Linked DNA regions of Sus scrofa: regions 2 and 3 are each linked to region 1. The links are chromatin contacts, called in public HiChIP or PLAC-seq and promoter capture Hi-C maps. All regions are on one chromosome and are shown on one strand. The core of a region is the stretch at or near the end of the contact, and the rest is flanking DNA. Distances in the headings are between cores, read along the strand shown. Region 1 holds the start of TBX6 (T-box transcription factor TBX6). Region 2 holds the start of CDIPT (CDP-diacylglycerol--inositol 3-phosphatidyltransferase). Region 3 holds the start of PRRT2 (proline-rich transmembrane protein 2).

The links. Promoter capture Hi-C pulls out the DNA fragments that hold promoters and counts their contacts. HiChIP or PLAC-seq counts read pairs in DNA pulled down with a chosen protein or histone mark.
Region 2: a contact with region 1 is called in an H3K27ac HiChIP or PLAC-seq map of alveolar macrophages. The contact joins the promoter of CDIPT here to the promoter of TBX6 in region 1. A contact is called at or near these places in 2 of 47 Hi-C or Micro-C datasets (heart right ventricle and liver) and 1 of 2 datasets of contacts at active chromatin or transcription factors (alveolar macrophages).
Region 3: a contact with region 1 is called in a promoter capture Hi-C map of fetal liver, with 2.3 times the contacts expected there. The contact joins the promoter of PRRT2 here to the promoter of TBX6 in region 1. A contact is called at or near these places in 1 of 5 promoter capture datasets (fetal liver), 1 of 47 Hi-C or Micro-C datasets (epiblast stem cells) and 2 of 2 datasets of contacts at active chromatin or transcription factors (alveolar macrophages and skeletal muscle).

What each region holds. Positions count from the first base shown.
Region 1 is chr3:18,276,044-18,280,000 of Sscrofa11.1, forward strand. TBX6 (T-box transcription factor TBX6) reads right to left here and starts at 1,821. Exons shown (of 8, transcript XM_021088015.1): 1 at 1,303-1,821; 2 at 384-618. The coding sequence starts at 1,333. YPEL3 (protein yippee-like 3) reads right to left here. Exons shown (of 5, transcript XM_021088027.1): 4 at 3,801-3,909; 5 at 1,956-2,445. The coding sequence ends at 2,356.
Region 2 is chr3:18,089,159-18,093,076 of Sscrofa11.1, forward strand. It overlaps CDIPT (CDP-diacylglycerol--inositol 3-phosphatidyltransferase), which reads right to left and starts at 2,275. Exons shown (of 6, transcript NM_001167642.1): 1 at 2,233-2,275; 2 at 2,003-2,137; 3 at 1,147-1,300; 4 at 404-485. The coding sequence starts at 2,275. LOC100622642 (putative protein T-ENOL) reads left to right here and starts at 2,809. Exons shown (of 6, transcript XM_021086430.1): 1 at 2,809-2,880.
Region 3 is chr3:18,047,120-18,050,802 of Sscrofa11.1, forward strand. It overlaps PRRT2 (proline-rich transmembrane protein 2), which reads left to right and starts at 1,495. Exons shown (of 4, transcript XM_021086428.1): 1 at 1,495-1,693; 2 at 2,386-3,362. The coding sequence starts at 2,454. It overlaps MAZ (myc-associated zinc finger protein), which reads left to right. Exons shown (of 7, transcript XM_003354553.4): 7 at 1-412.

The sequences.
Region 1 (3,957 bases), core at 571-3,070:
CACATCCTGACCTCTGATCCTGGCCAGACTTCCCTGCTGCTGGTCAATGGCCTGACCCCACTCATAGTCGAAATCCTGACCCTGGCCACAGACTGACCCCTGATCCAGGCACACGCTAACCTATAACCTAACCAGACTTTCCGACCCTGGCCCAGAATGACCTAAGACTCTTGCCATAGGTTAGTCCCTAAACCAGCCGCAGATGCCACAGACTGACCCTTGACCCTTGCCACAGAATGACCCCCTGTGCAGAACCCCTGATCCAGGCCATAGTCACACTCTTACGAAGAGCCCTAGCCCCATCCCCTGGACCTCTGCCTTTCCCAAGAGACCCCCACCAGGGACACCTCCGGGGTCCTCTGACCCTGGCCCAGCCCCCTCACCTCCCGGCTTTGGTGATGATCATCTCTGTTCCTACGGAGTTGAACTCCTTCCACAGCTCCCGGTTCTCCAGGCTCAGGCTGACTCCAGGGAGAGAATGAAGGGCTTCTGGGGCTGGAGGGGGTGGCTCGGTGCCCAGGGCTGGGGGCAGTGGGGGTAGAGGTGGGGGCGCAGCCAGAGGGCGGGGAGCAGCTTCAATCCCAGAGAGGAAGCAATCCAGTTTGGGAGGGTCCAGATCTGGAGATGGGAAGAGAATGAGGAGCCAGCCGAGGGCCACAGCCCCCCACCCCAATTCCTGCCCAGGAACTGCTCCCACCGCTCATGCTCACCCGGGTAGCGATAGCTCTCTGCCAGGGCAGGCGGGAAGCTGGAATCTGCCCCGGGCTGGGGGGGCCCAAGGCGGTAGCTGGGCCCCAGGGAGGGGTACAGCTCCCGTGGATGGTACATGGAGTAGTCCTGTCTGGCCTCAGGTCACGCTGCCTAGAGTGCCCCGGTGCTGAGAGATGCCCGCTTTATAGCTCACAGCTCAGCCCCTTCCAAACCCAGGATCACAGCCCCTCCCCTCTTTGGGGCCCTGGAGTTGGGCTGGGGTGGAGACCCCTGGGGCCTGGAAGGGGTCCAAGAGGGGGCCGGATACCTGGGTATCCTCCCTTTCTCCCCTCCCCACCCCCCTAGGCTTCATTAGCCCCGACCCCCTGCCCCCTCATTACATAATTAACTCCTCGGCCTGATTGATCCCCGGGGCTCGACAGGGACGCAGTTTGGCGCTTCCGGCCAGCTGGTCCCCGTTCCCACGGGGGGAGCCCCGGCTAGGGATAAGCTACTGAGAGGCGGGGCCTGGGCCCAGGGATGGAGCTCGGAGTCCTGGCACAGACCTTGGCGCCCCAGACTTTTTTGGCAGGTGACCCCTCCACCCTTCACCTGGAGGGTGAGATGTGGAGGAACGAAGCATGACTGGAGGGAAGGAGCAGGGCTGGAGGGACGCGGCCTGAGCTCACTGGGGAATTCGAGGAGTCCGCAGCTGAGGCCTGAACCCTGGCGTCCTTCTTGGTTCCCATTCCGAAAACCCTCCACCCTCGGCCGAGTCTCAGAAGTTTAAGAGACGCCCGCAGCTCGACGGTCTCTTGACGGCTAGCACCTGGGTTTCCCAGAAGGTCCCGCGCTGGGGAGTCCACGGAACTACACTTCCCAGCAGGCCTAGCGCCTGGGTTCCGCGCGAAGGAGACAGGCAGATGCCGCTGTGGCCGCTGGAAGTTGTAGTTGAGACGAGGAGGGCGGTGAAACCGGCGGCGCCGTTGCCTCCCGGGAGAGCAGCCCCTAGGCGGCGTCTGAACTCTTAGGCTGAGAAGATGCAGATCAGCTGAGGTCAATGCCTCACGAGCTAGAGTGGGCTCGGGGAATCTCCACCGGCAGTGAGGTCCTTCCTGGGTGCCAAGATAGCTGAGCCCCAGGTGCAAAGGTTCTCAGCTTTGACCGCCGTGCCTACCCCACCCGGGATCCAGAAGGAAATGGGTCTGTAGAGACAGGAGTCTGCATTTGAGTCCCCCCTTCCCGGATTCCACGTGAGCCTGGGCTGTCTCCACTTCATTGTTTTATTATGTACAAACGCTACAGAACAAGGGGAGCAGACACGCGTGGGGTAAGAGGGGCCCGGTGGGAGGAGAAGTTCACAGGGCAGATGGCGCACTGGGGCCAAGAGAGCAGCACACAGGCCATGTCTATAGGGCAGGCAGGGCAGGAAGGGGTTAAAAACGAGATCCAAGCCAGCCAGATCGCAGGGAGGTGCGGGGGTGTCGTCCACCTTGTCCACCTTCTGATCTCCCACCAAGGTCACAGTGCATGCAATAAAATATATGTACAGGATCCTTCCTCGGCAGGGGCCCTGAGGTCCAGAGCTCCCTTCGGATGGAGGCAAGCCCGTGGCGCCCCCTGGCGGCCAGGCCGGGCTGGAGCCACAGGCGTCAGGAGCCAGGGTCAGTCCCAGCCATTGTCTTTGATCATGTGGTTGAGTTCAATGATGTACTTCCCCTCTTTGTACTTCTGGCTGCTCTCGAAGGCCTGTTCCTGAAAGGAGGGGAGAGGCTGTCATGCTTGGAGCTAGGGCCTACCAAAAGGAGCAGGGGTTGGGGAATGGATATGATTTGGCCCTGTTTAACGTAGGAGGAAACTGTGACCCAGAGAAGCCCAACCACCTGCCCATAGACACAGAACTGGTAAAGGGCAGGGCTGGGCTTCCCACTGACAGCGGACAGACAGAACTCTCTGAATCACAGCTACTTTTTAATTACTAATGTTGGCTCCAACAGAAAGGATATGGAAGTTTCCAAAAGATCCAGGGATTACAAACTGGTAGCTTGAGGGCCATTTGGGGCCTATACCTATGTTTGGTTTGGCCAACAGAGAGTTTAATATAAAGAACTTTAGAATACTAAAATATGGGGCAGGCTGTGCTCGCTCCAGTTTGCCAGACTGCCCCCCTCCTCTCCAGATCTATGCTGCCCTTTTTTGCAGATCAATAGTATCTGCTTGGCCCTGCAAGCAGCTGAGTTTCTGATGTCTGGATGAGGCCATCTCTTTATTTTACAGAGGTTCAGAGGCCAAACCAGAGCACATTTGTGGCAGGGCCAGGGGTGAACTCAGGTCAGGGTTCTGTCTCTGCCTGGAGCATCTGTCTCACAGAGGCCCCACTCTTGTCCTTTGCGGTTTTCCAGCAGCATCTTCTTTTGCTGCATCTAATCTGATCCCCCTAACAATCTTGGGTGCCAGGTGGTGGCTTGATCCTCCACTGCCAGATAAGGAAATGAGACTCAGGGTAGTGAAATCAAACCCCGAACGGCAGCAGGGGGCAATGAGGGCAGTGGAGAAGGAGGCTCATGAACCCACCACGCTCCATGTTGCTGTGGGGCCTTGGGCAACTTCTCTGATCCTCTGAATGGCAACAGAAGCTGGGGAGCAAGGGTTTGGAGTTAAAAAAAAACAAGGGTTCTGGTTCCTGTTCTGTAACTAACCAGCTGTGTGACCTTGGGGAAGTTACCTAACACCTCTGGGCCCTCCTTTCTTCTGTAAAGTAGAGATAATAACAGACTACCTACAGGATTGCTGTAATGAGTGAATGAGATTAAGGTATGCCAAGCGCATAACAGTGCCTGGCACATAAACATTCAATAGATGGTAAATCTGATTATACCCTCATCTCTAAGATGGGAATGGTTATGCCTATGAGAAGGATGCATTCCGAGAAACATTCTAAAAGCCCCTTGCAGGATATGAGAGAACATGGCCAGGGGGAGAAAAGACAGCCTGACTTGGGTGACTTGGGCCTGGATGCTCTGAAAGATTATCAGATGACTGCTTGTGAGGAGGAAGTGATATGGGGGTCAGGTCAAAGGCTGGCCTGGGGTCAGAGGTCACTGACTCACATATTTCCAGCCCAAAGTGGTCTTGCAGTTTTCGCAGTGGATGTCAGCGACAGCATGGAGGCCCGTCAGCAGCACCCGCTCCTCGGCTGGCCCGCAGCCCACGTTCACCCTGCGGGGACACAGGGGAGGCATTCCCAGGGAGGGTTCCCGCCACCAC
Region 2 (3,918 bases), core at 1,025-3,524, 190 kb before region 1:
GCCCTATCTGGAGGTGCTGACCCAGGATAAAAATTACACTCCTTGTGCTTGCTTTGGCAGCACATATACTTAAAAAAAAAAAAAAAAAGTACACTCCTTATCAAGGCTTAAGGCCTTGTGTTTTTTTTTTGGCTGCACCAGGCCAGGGATCAATGAATCCACCACACCCACAGCAAGTCCCCCTAAGGCCTTTCGCAAGCTGGTTCCGCAGACCTCTCTGGCTTCCTCCTCCCTCCCTTTTCCCTCCAGCCACTCAGCTCTACCTTCCTGGACACACCCGGGGCCACAGGTCCACTTGCTACCCGGAGCCATTCACACAGGCCCTTCTCATCAATCCTACCCTGGACCCAGCGCGGAGCCCAGGACTGGCCTAAGCTAAGCGGGGTAAACAGCGAAGGCTCACCCTGGAGGTGTAGTAGATGCGAAGCACTGGATTTCCCGACAGGTCAATCATCTTGTGACTTTCACTGCCTCGGACCACAGAACTTGGGGGAGAAAGAAAGTAGGGGGAAATCCATGAGCGTTCATTACATTGAAAGCCAACCCCCAGGAGGCAGGTGTCAGGATGCCTCGTTGAACAGAGGAGGGACTGGGCACAGCTGAAGACCACTGTCCTGCCCAACGCCACCTAGCTAGGGGAAGAATCAGGACTCAAAAGCCCCGTGCCCCTTCCCAAGGGATTTATTTATTTTTCTTTTTATGGCTGCCCCTGGGGCATGTGGATGTTCCCAGGCTAGGGGTCGAGTGTGGTCAACGCCACAGCCATTAGCAACACTGGATCCAAGTCACAGGGACCTACGCCACAGCTTGTGGCAACGCAGGATCCTTAACCCACTGAGTGAGACCAGGGATCGAACCCACATCCTCACACAGAATGTGTCAGGTCCTTAACCTTCTGAGCCACAACAGGAACTCCAGCCCAAGGGATGTTTGCTCTGTGGAATCCTTGAATAACCAGCCAGAAAAGTTGCAGGAATTACTGAATCCAGCTGTAAAACAGGACTGAAGCTGATTCAGAGATTTGCCCAAGGTCGTTCGGCAAAGCAGAGCTAAAAAGGAGATCTCCCGAGAAGCCTGAAGACACTGCCCCCACCGCCATATGACCTCAGCCCTCCCCACCCGGTCATCACGCCCAGAATGACAGACCTGTGAAGGTGCAGCCAGTGGCTGGCCACATCCAAGCTCATGCTGAGCTGGAAGAGAAGGGTGGCTCGAGGGTACAGCAGGGCCAGGTTGACCAGCAGACACATGGTGGAGCAGCGGTCTGTCAACATGTCCAGCATGGCCCCAAACCGGGTCCCTGAAAAATGGTGGCTATTAGGTGGCAAAGAGCTGTGGAGGAGGCGGTGGATGGATGACAGGGGCCGTATCTGGTGGATCATTCAGATGCAGAGTCTAAGGGTGACGGTGCATCCACTGCCTGGGGAGGCGAGGAGACTGTTCTGCCTGGACCAAAGGGCCAGGGTCACCGTGCCACAAAACAGAACACATGGGAATGCAGAGAGAACAAAGCAGAAGTGGGGAGGCTAGCTCTAGAGCTCATCAACCCCAGAATCCAGGGTCCAGGTCTCCAGACAAGAAGACTTGAAATCTTAGGGAAGTCTTGGAAGTGAACAGATTCAAAAAGTAGACAACCCTCCAGAAACTATCCCTCTTCCCTCTCCATCTGCCTTCCAAACCCACCTTCTGGAATCATTCTGGCTGGTGCCTGCCACACAGGAGATACCAATAAACATAAACATCTGTTGAATGGATGTTTTAATCCTTCGGAGAGGCCGGCAGCACTGCCACTTGCCACGCCCAGTCTTGCCATCCCACACCCCTCCTCTCAAAGAGTGCTTCTCAACTGCGAGCTTAAATCCCTTCCGCTACAAAAGCGGGCCACTCTGCTCTGCTTTCTACAGAGATGGGAATGACAGAGCTCCTGAGTACCTGAGGAAGCAGGAAAAGGGGGCAGAGGGTTGTTGGGCCTCGAGGCTGGCTGGGAGGAGGTATCTGTCACCTTGATTAAGGACTCGAGCAGCGTGTCCATCAAAAGCGTCCAGAAGTCCGCTGAGCAGGTAGAAGGAGGAGGCCGTGAAGGGGCAGCAGGGCATGAAGTAGAAAGAAATGATGGCGAAGACAATCCGGGCATAACCTTGGGACGGGACGAGGGAGAGACAGGGCAGATCAGGAAGCCTGCCCAAGACCCCTGGCCCTCCCGTTCGGCCCGGAGCCGCGGACAGCACTCACCAATAAGGTTAGGCACAAACAGGAAGATATTTTCGCTTGGCATCGCGGAGGCCCCCTGGCCGCTCTGGGCCTTATCCGGAGGTGCCAACTCTGTCCCAGCCCCGGCGCGACGCTCACCCTCCAGCCTGGCGCATCGGCCGCGCCCACTGCGCGCAGGTCTCTGCTGCCCCAGCCGGGTCCCAGATGTTAAAGCTCAATGTCGACCGTAGCATGGGCTAACCCAGCTGTGAGCCGGGAGCGAACACCCTGCCCTTCCTCAGGGCAGACGCTCGCCTCTTCCTGCCTCCAGCTGCGGCCTCTGCTGCTCCAGCTGTGCTGGGCTTCCGGAACCTACTCTACTGCGTTCTACCTTGCAAAATTGGAGAAAGGAAGAAGAGGCTTTTGAAATGGCTGCGGCCCCTTTAAGACCTGCTGGCTTCCTTGTCTTCCCTCCGCCCCTTACCATCGGCTTGTACCAAAGCACAGAGGGAGGAGAGGGGAAAAAGAAACATAGTCGTCGAGCAAAAAAGGGAATTGAAAAGGAGAGGCCAAAAGAGAAGGAGGCCTAGATAAATGTCTCTACGTTCCTTTCTGTGCAGGGTATGACTTCCTGGAGACAAAGATAAGGGGAGAAGATTCCGCTCTCTCGCGTTTTTGCACCCCCAAGAGGTCAGGTTATTTGGTACAGTCCACATTTTCCTTCCCCGCCCCCCTCTCTCCACCCTCATTAGCTCTTGCAGGATCCAGGCAACGAGATGACAGCCAGAGGGCCCGAAGGGCGACCTGGGGGGGGGCTGCTTTTCGCGTGCCCCTAGTGGTGGGAGGATTAGGTCGCAGGCTCCACTCTGTGTCATCTTCCCAGGTCTCTCTAGATTCTAGCGCTAGAGTCACTGACCCCTAAGAGGGACCTAGCAGGGAGCGGAGGAGTTGCGAATGCGACAAGCTAGGAAAATGCCCTTACCCCTGTGGTTCTAGAATCCCTAGTCTCCTGGCAACGGCGCTGCGGAACCTTTGCATATGCCAAAGTTTTCGTAGTAAGGGGTAGCGGAGCCGCCCTGGGTTCCCCTTTTTCCAAACTTCTCCCCCAACTCCCCGCTCCCACGGCCCCTAAAAGGGCTTTTTAGACCTCCCTGTCCCCTCTTCTGCCCAGGAGCCCAAGATTTCGACCCATCTGCCAGGTCGGGGGTGGCAAGTGGGCTGCCTTGTCTTAAGAAGGGCCTTGGATGGGAAGAAGGAAAGCGAGGCTCTCGCCGGGCCGAGTGGAGGCAGGGGAGAGGGGGCGGGCGTGTGGGTGTCCCACTCCCTCCCCCAGGAAGATTTAAGGCAGCGATTTTTTTTTTTTTTTTTTTTTTTTTTTTGGTCTTTTTGCCTTCTCCAGGGCCGCTCCCGCGGCATATGGAGGTTCCCCGGCTAGGGGTCGAAGTGGAGCTACAGCTGCCGGCCTACACCACACCCACAGCAACGCCAGATCCGAGCTGCGTCTGCAACCTACACCACAGCTCACGGCAACTCCCAATCCTTAACCCACTGAGCGAGGCCAGGGATCGAACCTGCAACCTCATGGTTCCTAGTCAGATTCCTTAAACACTGAGCCACGACGGGAACTCCAACCCCCCCCCCCCCCCCCCCCCCCCCCGCTTCAGAGAGAAACTGACACAGTCCTCTAAGGCCTTGGGCGAGAGTGGTGGGTTGGGTTTGGCAGAAGGA
Region 3 (3,683 bases), core at 245-2,744, 230 kb before region 1:
GGAACAGGGAAGGCCAAGTTTGTACCTTCGTGACGTGGGGTGGTTTGGGGTCAGGCCCTAAACATCATCCTCTTTGAGAATCTGTCAGGGGAAAACAAGTCAAGGGGAGCAAAAGAAGGAGCCACTAGGGCCAGAGGCAGGACAAGAGATGGAACCTTAGGGGGGCAGGGTAAATGGGGGGATCCAGGGCCTAGAGGTGCTTCCTGGGGGTGGGGGGATGCAGCCGCAGTGTCTCCCCTTCCCTCTTCCACCCCAGCTCCAGCCCTGGTCTTTTCTTTTCATCCCTCTCCCCCACGACTGAAGCTGTGGCCCTGGCCATGTCATCGTGTTCCTGTGTCCCCTGCATGTTCCCCACCCTTCACCCCCTCCTTTTGCGCGGACCCCATTACAATAAATTTTAAATAAAAACCTGTCTCAGACTCCAGTGAATGAATTGCTCTCACCAAGCCCCTTGTGGCCACCCCCAGGGAGACCGTAGGCCTCTTGTCAGTCCCAGTCTGGCTCTGCCCTGTGCAGCTCTGGGGCTTTGGCTCCTCCCTCCCCAGAGGCGGCACAGGTGGCTGCAGTCCAGATAAAGGGTGCGGCTGAGGCTCTCCGTGGAGGGTGAGTTCCAGGACTCCCGGGTCTCTGGGGAATGCCCAGCCTGGACAGGCCCGGAATAGCCCCTGGAGGCTCGAAGAGGCCTGGGTCGGGAACCCAAGCGGTCGCTGGGTGTAAACGCTGCGTTCCCCCATCCAGAGCCCTCACCTGCTGCTCAGACCCCAGCCAAATACCTGCACACCCTTAGGAGGCCCTGAGACGGGATGGTGGATGATGTAGCTGCATAAAGGCTGGGCAGGTCTGAGCCCCAAGCCCTGGAACAATGAGGTTGAGAATAAAAACTCCACTTCCTCTTCATTCTTGGTGTGGTCCAACCCGCTTTTACTCGGGCTCCTCTGCCCCAGCCCCCTCCTGCTGCTCCGGCCCGCCCCCTGCAGCATCTACCCTGCCTGCCCCTTGGAATTCCCTTCCCTGTCCCGGCTCTCACTCTTCCGGGGACCCTTTTCTGGAGCCTTCCAGTACCCACTTCTGCTGCTGCTGTTTCCTTGGAGGTAGAGGGACTTCCCGTTCTGCAGGCTCCCTTCTCTTGGAAACCCCACCCTGCTCATCCTCTGCAGCCTCCCAAGTTTTACTTCGTCTCTCTCCCCTTCTTTCTGCTTCTAGAGGTGCCTCCAGCCGATCCCGCCTGTCTCGCTTGGTCCTGCCTTGCCTCGCAGACCCTTCTCCGTTTCCCCCAACCCCCCGGCCTCTGCCAGGACCCCCGGTGACCGTTGGCGGGAGGGGCCCGGGGCTTGGGAAGGGGGCACCCCCAGGAGGCGCGCGTGGGAAGGGCCGGGGATCGGGCGCGAGTGGTCCCCCGGCCGGTTGCCCAGGTAACGCGGGGCCTGGCACGCGTGTCTCCCTCCGCTGGCCGGGAGGGGCGGGAGGCGTGCAAGGGGCGGGGGCGGTGCGCGGCTGCGAAGCGTAGGGGAGGGGACCTGAGAGGAGGGGAGGGAGAGACGAGCGGAGGGGAGGGGAGACCCGCCGCCTCCCTCCTTCCCTCCCTCCCTCGCTGACTTGCTCCCTCCCGGGCTGCGGCTGCTGCAACCGCGGCGGCGGCGGCGGTGGCGGTGGCGGCGGCAGCAGCGGGAGCAGTCTGGAGGCCGGCGTCGAGGTGAGACGGGGATGGGCTGAGGCTGCGGGGAGGAAGTGGACGGACAGACCGCGGACGCCGGGAGGGCTGTGCGGGAATGCGGGCGCCTGGCGAACTCCGGCTCGTGGTGCTGGGCGCGCCACGCCAGTGGGAGGAGGCGGTGCCGGTCCCCCGGGGGCAAGGGAATCCCTGGGAGAGGGGCTGGGAAGGGGCTCAGAGGAGATGCCCAAGTCCCCCAGGGAGGGGCGGGGGCGTCTGCGCCCCAAACGCGCAGCAGGAAAAGCGCACCGGCTGGGCGCCCACGGAAGGGGGGGAGGACGCAGAGGGAGTGGAACGCCCGTATCGGGTCCTCGCCCAGTCTAGTCTGCCTGTGGGAGTGTATGGGTCTCTGGACAGCTTGTTGATGTGGGGGATGCTGTGGCATCTGCAGGATCCAAGACGCTGGGTCTTGTTGGGTGGATCCAAGAAGAGACCACGGGGAGGGTCCTGTTTACAAAAGGGTTAATCTGCCCAAGGCTCTCCAACCAGAAGGCTGCGCGGAGCACTCTTCCCCAGGGATGTCCCACCCGAAGGCAAAGGAAACCCCAACTTTTCTTCCTTTCCCCAGAGGCAGCCCCAGGCTGGCTGCGAGACAGGAGCATCGCCCTCCTGGGCTGCAGTGCTGAGAGCCACCTCTGCCCTCCTCACACCAAGCCCGTCTCCTCCTCTTCCAGGATTTGCTGCTGTCTCTGCTGCTCCATCCTTCTTCCCACAGCGGCCCTCTCCTCTCTCCTAGCTCAAGATGGCAGCCAGCAGCCCGGAGGTCTCTGAGATGAAAGGGGCAGAGGAGGGTGCCCAGACCCAGGGAGAAGGGCCCGGCCATTCTGAAGATGGAACCGGCCCTCCCCAGGCCCCAGCTGGGGTCCCAGATGAGCCAGAGACCCTGCCGCCAGGCCCAGACATCACTGGGGCCCCTGTGGACTCAGAGCCCGAGGCTGGGCTGGCTCCAGAAACCACAGAGACCCCAACTGGGGCCCCAGAAGCAGCTCAGGCCACAGACCTCAGCGCCAACCCAGGAGGGGAATCAAAGGCCAACTCCAGCCCCGAAGAAACATGCCAAGAGCTAGCATCCAAACCAGAAGTGAGCAAAGAGGCCACTGCAGACCAGGGGACCCACCTGGAACCTGCAGCCCCACTCGAGCCAGCCTCAGAGCCTGCCCCCCAGCTGGACCCCCAGTCAGTCCCTCAGCCAGACCCCCAGCCAGCTTCCCAGCCCACCTCCACGCCAGTCCTTCAGCCAGAGCCACCGACCCAGGAGGACCCCACCCCTGAGGTCCTGACGGAGAGTGGGGGGGAAAAGCAGGAAAATGGGGCTGTGGTTCCCCTGCAGGCTGGGGATGGGGATGGGGAAGAGGGTCCAGCCCCCCATCCTCACTCACCACCCTCAACGAAAACCCCCCCAGCCAATGGGGCTCCACCCCGCGTGCTACAGCAGCTGGTGGAGGAGGATCGAGTAGGAAGGGCTCATGGGGGCCGCCCAGGATCTCCTCGGGGCAGCCTGAGCCGCCACCCTAGTTCCCAGCTGGCAGGGTCTGGGGTGGAGGGGGGTGAAGGCACCCAGAAACCTCGGGACTACATCATCCTCGCCATCCTGTCCTGCTTCTGCCCCATGTGGCCTGTCAACATCGTGGCCTTCGCTTATGCCGTCATGGTGAGCCCCACGGGACCCTGGCCCCGGCCTGCTGTGGCTCCCAGCTTCCTGCCAGGGCTGGGACCAGGCCCCAGGAGGAACCCTGCCTTCCCTCCCCGCCTCTCTGCATGGACCTCACGTCCCAATTCCAGGGCCTTTGCTTGCCTAGCAGCCCCCCCCAGCCCCCCTCCCACCTCAGGACTTCACCTTCTGAGCCCTACCCTTTCTGGTGGGAGGGACCTCCCGACATGTCACACAACCTTACTGACCTGTGCCCTCCCTCCTGCTGCCTCTCCAATCTCCCTCCTCCCTTCACCACTGGCCACCGGCTGACCTGTCTCC